Regions from separate parts of the Mus musculus genome. Here regions 1 and 3 are each linked to region 2. Evidence: chromatin contacts called from public Hi-C data. All regions are on one chromosome and are shown on one strand. Each heading gives the region's core, a stretch centred on a gene start, on an enhancer-like site or on the middle of the called end of the contact. The rest is flanking DNA. Distances are from core to core; before and after follow the strand shown. Region 1 overlaps Wwox (WW domain-containing oxidoreductase). Region 2 has its middle 46 kb from the start of Gm31225. Region 3 overlaps Wwox (WW domain-containing oxidoreductase).

What was found. Hi-C and Micro-C count contacts between places; a contact is called where the count stands out from the background.
Region 1: a contact with region 2 is called in a Hi-C map of cerebral cortex, with 4 times the contacts expected there. The contact joins two enhancer-like sites. A contact is called at or near these places in 3 of 39 promoter capture datasets (the 3T3-L1 cell line and frontonasal cranial neural crest), 1 of 15 datasets of contacts at CTCF or cohesin (the NIH/3T3 cell line), 20 of 484 Hi-C or Micro-C datasets (the AML12 cell line, DN3 thymocytes, adipose-derived mesenchymal stem cells and 10 more), 1 of 115 datasets of contacts at active chromatin or transcription factors (astrocytes) and 1 of 9 other capture datasets (liver).
Region 3: a Hi-C map of uterus shows a contact between it and region 2, with 2.9 times the contacts expected there. The contact joins two enhancer-like sites. A contact is called at or near these places in 3 of 484 Hi-C or Micro-C datasets (myocytes, uterus and ventricular fibroblasts) and 1 of 9 other capture datasets (embryonic stem cells).

What each region holds. Positions count from the first base shown.
Region 1 is chr8:114,454,883-114,458,155 of GRCm38.p6, forward strand. The region is part of intron 4 of Wwox (WW domain-containing oxidoreductase); the gene reads left to right. Among named protein-coding and RNA genes, the nearest start is that of Wwox, 17 kb to the left of the region's middle. Within about 2 kb of position 1,424, at least 24 of the 459 cell types and tissues checked have an H3K27ac peak or open chromatin away from gene starts, as enhancers often do. A contact at or near this core is called in cerebral cortex, where this site is marked.
Region 2 is chr8:116,142,964-116,145,898 of GRCm38.p6, forward strand. No RefSeq gene overlaps it. Among named protein-coding and RNA genes, the nearest start is that of Gm31225, 46 kb to the right of the region's middle. Within about 2 kb of position 1,413, at least 66 of the 459 cell types and tissues checked have an H3K27ac peak or open chromatin away from gene starts, as enhancers often do. A contact at or near this core is called in cerebral cortex and uterus, where this site is marked.
Region 3 is chr8:114,971,542-114,974,713 of GRCm38.p6, forward strand. All of the region lies in intron 8 of Wwox (WW domain-containing oxidoreductase), which reads left to right. Among named protein-coding and RNA genes, the nearest start is that of Gm39257, 12 kb to the left of the region's middle. Within about 2 kb of position 1,735, at least 36 of the 459 cell types and tissues checked have an H3K27ac peak or open chromatin away from gene starts, as enhancers often do. A contact at or near this core is called in uterus, where this site is marked.

The DNA of each region.
Region 1 (3,273 bases), core at 174-2,673, 1.7 Mb before region 2:
CCCCGATGGTCTAGGGACCGAGGGTGGAGCTGTAGGGTAGGCTGTGGCAGATGCAGTTTCCAAGCCCCAGGTGGATCAAGGGTGAAGGCACGGATGCTTGCTTGGGGTTCTTCATCGTAGGTTAGCATGCGAGAGGGGTGCTCATGGAGTCGGGAGGGACAGGAGCCAAGTGTTACATGGAGTTAGTGTTCTGTGTCCTCTCATTTAAGTGACTTTAAATTTATTTTATTAAATGTATTGTCTATGGGGAATGTAGAAAATAGAGATAAAAAAACCAGAAAACAAACAAACAAACAAACAAACAAAAAAAACAATTCAAAATCCTTACAGTTGGAAGCATATGCCAGTGTTCAGCATCTGTGATCCGAGGCAGTGGCTTTCCTCTTTTCTTCTACTGGGCTGTGAAATGTATCTTTCCTTACCATTAAATATTCCACCTCTTAAATGGTTGCATACTATTCCATTATATGGCTCCAGCTATCTCCCCAGTGTGGCACATTTGGGTAGCTTCCAGCTTTTTAATAGCCACGGAATGGAGGCAGACATTTTGCAATTAGATGTTTGTACCCATCTGTGACATTCTGCAGCCTTATTTTGTGCAAGGAGAATTGCTGAATCGACGGATTTACCCACTAATCTTAATATCTTGATCTGTGACACTGCACCCCTAAATTGTTGTACCAATCTGATTGCCAGTTGTTGCTCCGTGTCCCTGCCAATCTTGGGAAGGGGCATAAAGAAAAAGAAAAAAAAACTGTCAATTAAATCCTTATGCCTCCGATTATACCCAAGATGTAGCCGTTCTTCACGCCGGGCCATTTGTACTTATTCTTTTATGAATTGCCTTTTCATTTTGTATGCATGGCTATCAGATACATATTGATTGCTGATTGATTGCTCGTTCCATGCAGTATAATTTAATTTTCAAAATGTCCCTTTCTCTTAGAAGTTAATTTATCTCAAAGTGTCCCTTACTCTAAGTACATATTCAATCCTGTGATCAAGAGGCAATTGAGAGAGAAGCCGGCCTGACTTCCCCTCTTGCTTCTGTGAAGTCCTCTAGGCTTCAAGGCTATTTGCTTTGCTTAGCACACTCACATCCTGGGCACGGAATGGGAGAGGGGCCCTCAGCTCAGCACTGGCTGGCTCACGATGGGGTTTGAGAGGCTGGTAAACAGTAGCCAGGAACTGGTGATTCTGGGATTGGCGCCTCCCCACCCCCCATACACATCCCAGCTCCCCAGATCTGTTAAAGCTAGTCGCACCATGCCGGAGCTTTCCCGTGCATTTGTTCACGTGACAAGCCGGGCTCCCACGTAGCGAAATTGTACCAATGCCGAAAATAGCTCTGCTGACAGGCAGGGCAGGCTTGATTGGTGGCGGGTTTCAGTCTGGAGAGGGGCAGGCGGGCGAGGAGTTCTGACTCTAGAAGCAGGCGTGACCTAGTTTTCAAACTGCTCCCCTCTTCCTACCTGAGTGACTCGGGCCAGGTGACTTCCTCCAGCTCATGGGCCAGGCAGGTAGTTCTCCGTCTCTGCGCAGTTGTTCAGGATGGAGATGTGGGTCCCTTGCAGACACTCGCCCTGCAGCCATTTCTGCAGCGGATGCTCGGGCCCGGAATGAGTCCTTATACTAAGTTGGTGTTCCCTAGCTTTGTGCTTTACAGGTCCTCCCGAGGATGGCACCGGAGCTCTGCATTGGCCCCGGGATCATCTTTTTGATCGCTTTGAATAACTGGTAGGCATTGACTGGTCTTTAGTTTGGAAAGATTTTTTTCCCACCTTTTGGTTAGAAGTCAGATAGTACCATCATGTAGCCAAAACAAACCAAACAACACCCCTCCCCCCAAAACAAAACAAAACAAAAAACAAAAACCAAATCCAATGAGGCTGTCTGGTTATTGTTTCTGTAGCCTGGGAGCAGAAAAAGATATCACAGACAGGGACTGGAGGGACTTGAACCGTTAGCCCTTGTATGACTCAGATCACAGTTGTTTCATTAGGACCCTCGCTCATGAAACTCCTGGTTTGCAGGGCTGTCTGCTGTATTAAGACTAAGTGTCCAGGTTTGCAGCCCCTCTCCTCTGGAATACGCGAGAATGAGTCAATGCTGGCGTGTGATTTTATCAGCACCCAGAGGGTCAGCACCTTGACTGGAGGCTCTTGGGACATAGAAGGAAGAAAACTAGTGGAATGACAGTTAACTTGTTCAGTGACCTAGGGCAGGCCACTTTAGTATTTTAAATATAAGGCTCTTCATTTGTAAAATGTAGAGACTCTCTGTCTCTTAAAACATTTCGAAGTTACATTTATTTGTGTGTGTGTGTGAGAGAGAGTGTATGTGTGTGTGTGTGTGTGTGTGTGTGTGTGTGTGTGTGTGAGAGAGTGTGTGTGTGTGTGTGTGTGTGTGTGAGTGTGTGTGTGTGTGTGTGTGTGTGTGTCTGTGTGTGTGTATGTGTGTGTGTGTAAGGATAACTTTAACAGTCTCTTCTCTTTCTACTGTATGGGTCTCTGGGATCCAGCTGTGGTCATCAGGCACAATGGTGAGCGCTCTCACTTCCTGAGCCGTCTCAGTGACCCCCACATTGGCCTGTTACACATGGGGTTGCGTAGGCTCGGCTGACTTTGAGTGCAGAGACCTAAGCACATGCTACCATTCCCAGCTCTGTGTCTGTTGTGCATGGACCAATTAATGGATGGAAGCATGATAAGGCAGAGTCCCTTAGGATCAGGGTGCTTACGGCTGTGTGTGGAGGAAAATAACCTCTCAGCTGTAGGAAAGAGCCCTGAAGGTTAGAAGAGAAGGGAGAGTGTTTTCATTCCTTCCGTAGATGGAACATTCTAGGCCACTCTTGATAGCTTTTTCACTAGGGCTGCTGAGGTTGCTTCAGGCCTAGGCCCCAGTGTTCAGAAAGGGAGCCAGATGTTGAGGGACTAGACTATGTGATGTACAGCTGGTTTGGTGGCCACATAATGCCAGTGGGCTCAGCGGCCCACTAGCCCTTTCGGCCTGAGAGAGTGAGACTAGGTGTATCAGCAAGCTCTGGGTTTGACTGAGAGTCCCTGCCTCAGTGAGTATGGTAGATCGATGGGGGTGTTTCCTGATAGTGACCAAGGACCTACACACACACACACACTCTCTCTCTCTCTCTCTCACACACACACATGTGCCCACATTTATGCAAATATACACATATACTTGTGCACCATACATACACACTTAAAAATGGGAAGAGAACAAAAACAAACAAAAGGGCCTCTCACTGTTAGCCAC
Region 2 (2,935 bases), core at 163-2,662:
TGATTCTAGTTCCCTACATCTTTGCTTTCTTCCAAGAGTTCCCTCTTCCATGCCTCTTGTGAGTACGTACTACAAGAGGGAAGGTCAAGAGGCAGGGACAAAATTCTCAGAGCTTGGGGCAGAGGATAAACAAAGAGGCCTTTGATTCTTCTTGTCCATCAGAGACAAGGTCTGGGAATAGCTCAGCTACGGGTGGCCTCAGGGGTCATAGAGCCCCAGTGTAGCCACCTCACTCTAGTCCAAAGCATACAGTCTTCCTGCAGTGTTGACTCCCTCTGACTCAGACATCTGAGACTCCAGGACAGATCCCTGAGGTAGGCCTGATTCTAAGCCCCTTCTAACCCTCAAGGTTCCCTAAGACAAGGAAAGTGTTACCTAAGGGCCTATACACTCACAGACACACACACAGATACACATACATACCACAAACACACACATACTACACACACCACAAACACACACATACACACACACAACACATACACCACAAACACACACACTACTCACACACATACACACACCACACACACACCCCACAAACACACACATAAACACACATACCATACACACCACAAACACACATACACACACACAATACACACACCGCAAGCACACATACCACTCATACACATACACACATCCCACATCACACACACTCCACAAACATATACATATTATACACACCACAAACACACACATACATATGCACACTACACACACCACAAACACACACACATGCCACTCATATACACACACCCTGCTCCACACACAGACATAAACACACACACACACACACACACACACACACACACATGCACACACGCACACACACACATACTGTGCAGTGTGAGAATCAAAGTCCCTAGGGACTTTGTCAGCTCTCAGCTCTTACTTATCCACACCCTGACTGTGGAATGGAACGTTCCTGGAGATGGGGTCAGAGGGTACAGAGTGAGGCCTTCACCTGAACCTGGAGGGGCTGAAAGCTGCTTCCATCCGAGCTCTGCTGGGATTTCCTTTACACTGCCCCAGCTCTGGGTCTCTTTTCTCACTATTTTTACTCATGTAAATGTGGCTCAGATCCCTGCCAACACGCTCCGCGTGTAATGTTGTTTAATAACTCCAGCCACCTCCATGAAATATTCATTATTCTCCTCTCCGTTGGAGTGTTCACCCAGGTTCCCAGAAATTTCTCTAGCTCTTGTTTTCAAGACAGCCCCCTAGCAGGAGAGCCCTGCGGGAGGGCCTGGACTCCCCATCTGAGGCTGACTGAGGAACTTGGGGTGCCTCCAGAGATTAAGGCCAAGGGCTCACCTTTGCTGGTTTCTCAGGGTAGAACCTACAGGGCTCCAAACAGTGTGCAGGAGCAGGATGAGTCAGCCCCCACTCCAGGGAAGGGAGCAACCTTTCGTTTTCAGATGAGCATCCGGCTTACTCAGCTGCAGTAGGCAGGCATCAGGACTTGGCTTCTGACACCTAGGCAAAGAGCGCCGCCTGTTGAATGCTGGCAATATGTGTTTCCTCCAGAGCTCCGGGCTGGACCCTGGGCTTCCTGCAGGGTCTCCTGAGCCCCCTCCAGTCAAAAAGGGGAAAGCAGGTTGCTCTCCACTGTATAGATTTTTTTGCTGACCATGCATGAAATAAGGCTAAAGCCCTGGATAGATTTTGCAAGCTAGAGAAAAAGGAGTCTACTTGTGATAGCCTATCAGATGATTAGGGATTCTCTATCTCTCTTTCTGTCTCCCCTCTCCCCTCTTTCTTCTTCCTGTCTTTCCTCCTATATATCTCTCTGTCTCTCTGTCTCTCTCTCTCTCCATAAGAGACATCCCACACTCTCTGTGGGTACCATTGGAGTTAATTTATTGAAGTAGGGTTAAAAAAACAAAGAAAAGAGTGACCACATGCGCAAGAGAGTCAACCTAGCATCCCAAAGTGGACCCATCTGAAGCATCCGCCTATGGATGAAAACCTTGAAAGAAAACCTCCCACACAGCCAGTCATGCCTCCAAGGGAAACTAAACCATGTCCTGCCATCTCTCCCCTCAGGTCACTCCTACCACCTCCACCTGTCAGTGGGCAACATACACATGGAACCATCCATTGGACATCGTGTTCCTGTGCCCTGAAGTCTACTTCCTATGATGCACTCCTTCTGGCACTGTTATGAACCACACTTCTCATAAATGGGGGGAGAGGGGCAAGATCATATAACTGGGGACAAGAGACATGTTGCAAACCACTGAATTCGTCCTTGGCATTTTTGTAATCAAATAAGGATTAGCAAAAAGTCAGTCATCAGCCAGAGGGTACACAGCAGGGATACCCTTGTATCAGAAGACAAGGTTCCTTCAGTGCCTGCCACAGAGTACAGAGGACTCAGCACCTGACCAGGACCTAAAATGTGGTTACCACGTATCATGCCACAGAATCCCCGGAGCAAGCTTTTCACTACGATCCTTGATGTACATCCCTGTTTGCTGGCATCTCCATTACTTAGCACAGCAATTTTACACTGTGTTCTCATCCCAAAAGAAAAAAAACATGGAAATCATGGGGCTGGAGAGATGACTCAAAGTGTGAGAGTGATTTCAGGGCCATCAGGAGGTCTTGAGTTCAGGTCCCAAGACATAAATGAAGAACCAAAGTGTGGCACCACATACACCTACAACCCCAGTGTTGCTGGGGACAGGGGCTTTGCTGACCTAGCTGAGCTCTAGATTCAGTGAGAGATCTTATTAGGAACAAAGGAATAAGGTAAAGAATGATAGAGGCTCTTCTCTGGCCTCTGCTTGCCTATGTAGGTGTATGCATGCACATAGACAAGAGGATACATGTACATACACACACACACACACACACACTGAAATAACTTATCAAGCTCTGATTCTCTCACTGCATATGATGGAGCTCAGTAAGATGAAATATGGAAGATTTC
Region 3 (3,172 bases), core at 485-2,984, 1.2 Mb before region 2:
GAGCCTGAGGCCTCCAGTGTCCCTCTAGTGCCCTCTACTGGCTAAGTTTGTCGTGGTGCCAGCCGGCACAGGGGAACCAGTTCTTGGTCCTAAGCAGGGCCAAGGCAGCTGGGTACGACAAAGACAGGTCATCTGTTGACAGCTGGGACAGATGTTCAATAAATACCGTGGGGGAAATAAGCTGAGTGAAGAAAATGAGAAGGCTCAGGTGTGTCATTTTTGACCGGGAGTATTCAAGACAGGGCTCTCAGGAAAGGCAGCATTTGAATGCAGGCCTGAAGGGAGTAATGTCACTGGCAGAGCATTCACCCAGAAGAAGCAGCCATCGAGTGCAAAGGCCCTCCGGCCAGAGCCTACACGGCACGCTTGAAGAGGAGGCAGCCGCAACCTAGTGGATGTGAGTGGGGGCTTAGAGGACGCCTGAGAGTTAGCATGCTGATGTGGGAAGCCTTCCTTCTAGAGAAGCTTCTAAAATTTGCTCCTTTTCCCCCAAAGAATGGGTCCCCCAAAGAGTGGATTGGCGAGAGGGGCAGTAACACGGACAGAAACAGAGACACCACACTAGAAAGCTAGGCAGCGATCCAACTTAATAAAAGACCTCAGAGCCAGCAAGGCCAAAGCGGTTCCTGTTCTGCTCCGGGTGACAAACCGTCTTAGAAATAACGATGGTAGGCACGCATGTAAAGACACTCAGAAGGACCCTTCTAATGATGCCAACGGCAAATGATTTGTTGAATGTATGTTCCCACCCCGCAAGGCCCTCAAGAAACAGCGAAACAGAGACAGGACTCAATTTCCCCCATGAGACTAACAGTGTGCATGTGTGTTCTCCCTAGATCTGCTCTCCTCTCCATCACCTGGCCAGTGTGGTCCTCATCTCTAGGCTCCCGCCTTGTGGATAACATCTCTGTAAAAACCTAGTAACTATAACTGTGGCCATAGCTAGCATCTCTCACAGTATCCATGCAGTCGGGCTAAATCACTGTGGCCATAGCTAGCATCTCTCACAGTATCCATGCAGACAGGCTGAACAGCAGCATACCCTCCCTGTCCCCTGACCCTCCATTCTCTGCCTCTGCCATGCTGGAATCACAGGAGCATGCTGCTGCACCCAGGTCTTTTTGTGGGTTCTGCAAGTCCACCTTGAGGTTCCCATACTTGCAAAGCAGACACTGGAGATGTATTGACCAAGACATCTCCCCACTGCCCCACTTTAATACATATTTCTTACACTAAGACAAACCTAAATTTGTGTTTTCTGACACCACAGCCTATGGTTTTGTTTGTTTGTTTGTTTATCTTTTTCTCTACCATTGCTCTGACTCTCCCCCGTCTGACATTATCTAGGACTTGCCACAATTTCAGGAATGCTCGGCTGTTTTGTTGTTGTTGTTGTTGTTGTTTGTTTTGTTTTGTAGCATGGAATGGGGACTGTCCTCAGTCACTGGCTGGGTCATGGACAGCAAACATTTGGCCCTCAGAGTGACATTCCTACCAAGTTTCCAACAATGGTGTCGGCCTGGTACGCCTGTCCTTCCTTGGTGTGAGCAGAAGTTTTATGACTGTGTGTTTATGGGAAAGTGCTGTTACTATTCTTAGACTGGCTGCTCTCACTTATTCATAGCCCCACTCTGCTGGTGGGCGGGAACGAGAAGTTATAATAGCAGCGCAGGTGCCTCTCATTGTCTTCCGTTCCTCACTGGATCGTGTTTATTAAGAAGGAAATCACAGTGGTGTGTCTGGAACTGCGTCTGAACAAATAACCCACAGGGAGGAGTCCCCGGAAGGTGGGCAGGAGGCAGCACACCAAGAGAGGCAAAAACAAGCCCGTGCTAATTGGGATCAGGCAGTGCTTTGCATGAGAATCAAGAACAAGAGCTCGGCTGCCACGTAATTACTGGCCTCAACCTTTGTTGGCATACTTCTTCACATAATTCTACAGGAGAGCGGCAATTTGAATTTAACACACTTTTTTTTTTCCTTCTGGGTTTTTAAAGGAATTTGAAAACAGAATTGCACGAGTACAGGGATGAAGAGAGGTCTTTGCTAAATGTTCAGGTTGCTTATAAATATATCGCTACACACACACACACACACACACACACATACACCGAGAGAGAGGGGACGAGGGAGAGGGAGAGAGAAAGAGTGCACACACTACCACCACCACTCTTTGGACAACTATCTCACTTGGTGATGTTTGGTTCCTTGGACAAAGCTCTTCTGACTCATTCAGATGAAAGGCAGGAGACTTAATTCAGTAGAGATTGGGAACTGCCAGCTCTTGGAGTCCACATCATCATAATCTTGTGGCAGTTTTCTAGCCAGATCCTTGAGAGACTTATGGATGTGTGTCTCTACATGTGGGTGTGGTGTTTACACAAAAGGCAACCCTTGGCCCATGTCATCGCTTTGGTCATGAGGCACCCTGAAGGGATATCGCAAATCCCTTTACAGAACCATGCAGCAAGTGTACCTCTTCATTCATCAGTCACTGCCATATCAAAGATAAACCAGACGTCACCCATGGCTCTGATACTCATGGTCCCGCACCACAGACAGAGCCATGTACAGAGGACTGGAACACCAGGGTCACTTGCTATGGTTTCCCAGGGCAATAGAGAGGAAGAAAACAGTCCATTCAAATAGGGGAGGGGGCACAAGGTAGTGCCCAAGTAGGCACCACCTCAGAGGACGCTGAGGGGGTAAATAAATTAATCTTCCAACAATAGAAGGATTGGAAAGACCACAGACAAACTTGGGACACATCAGGACAGAAACACATTTGGGGGGGAGCTTAAGGCCAGCCATGGCTAACATGTTGAGTTGGTCCAGGGGCTACTGAGAAGACAGGCAAGCTAGACAGAAAGGAGTAGACATCAAAGCCCACATCACGGGTACAGGAGGAGAAGGGGAGACATGCTCAGAGCTCCCACCATCAAACGTGGCCCTATTTTTAGAAGGGTCTGACTCCTGAAATACCTTAGTTCCTCCTACCTCCCTGGCTCCTCGTCTCTCTGTTCACTGAACTGAAAAATTATCAGGGCTATATTCAGCCCTCGCCAATAATAACATGTAACAAAAATATCTCATAGATTGCAACTTAGGAGTGTTTTGACTGCTCCCAGCCAAGTCTTTGAGAGTCACAGTGTGTACCCCACCCCCACCCTGT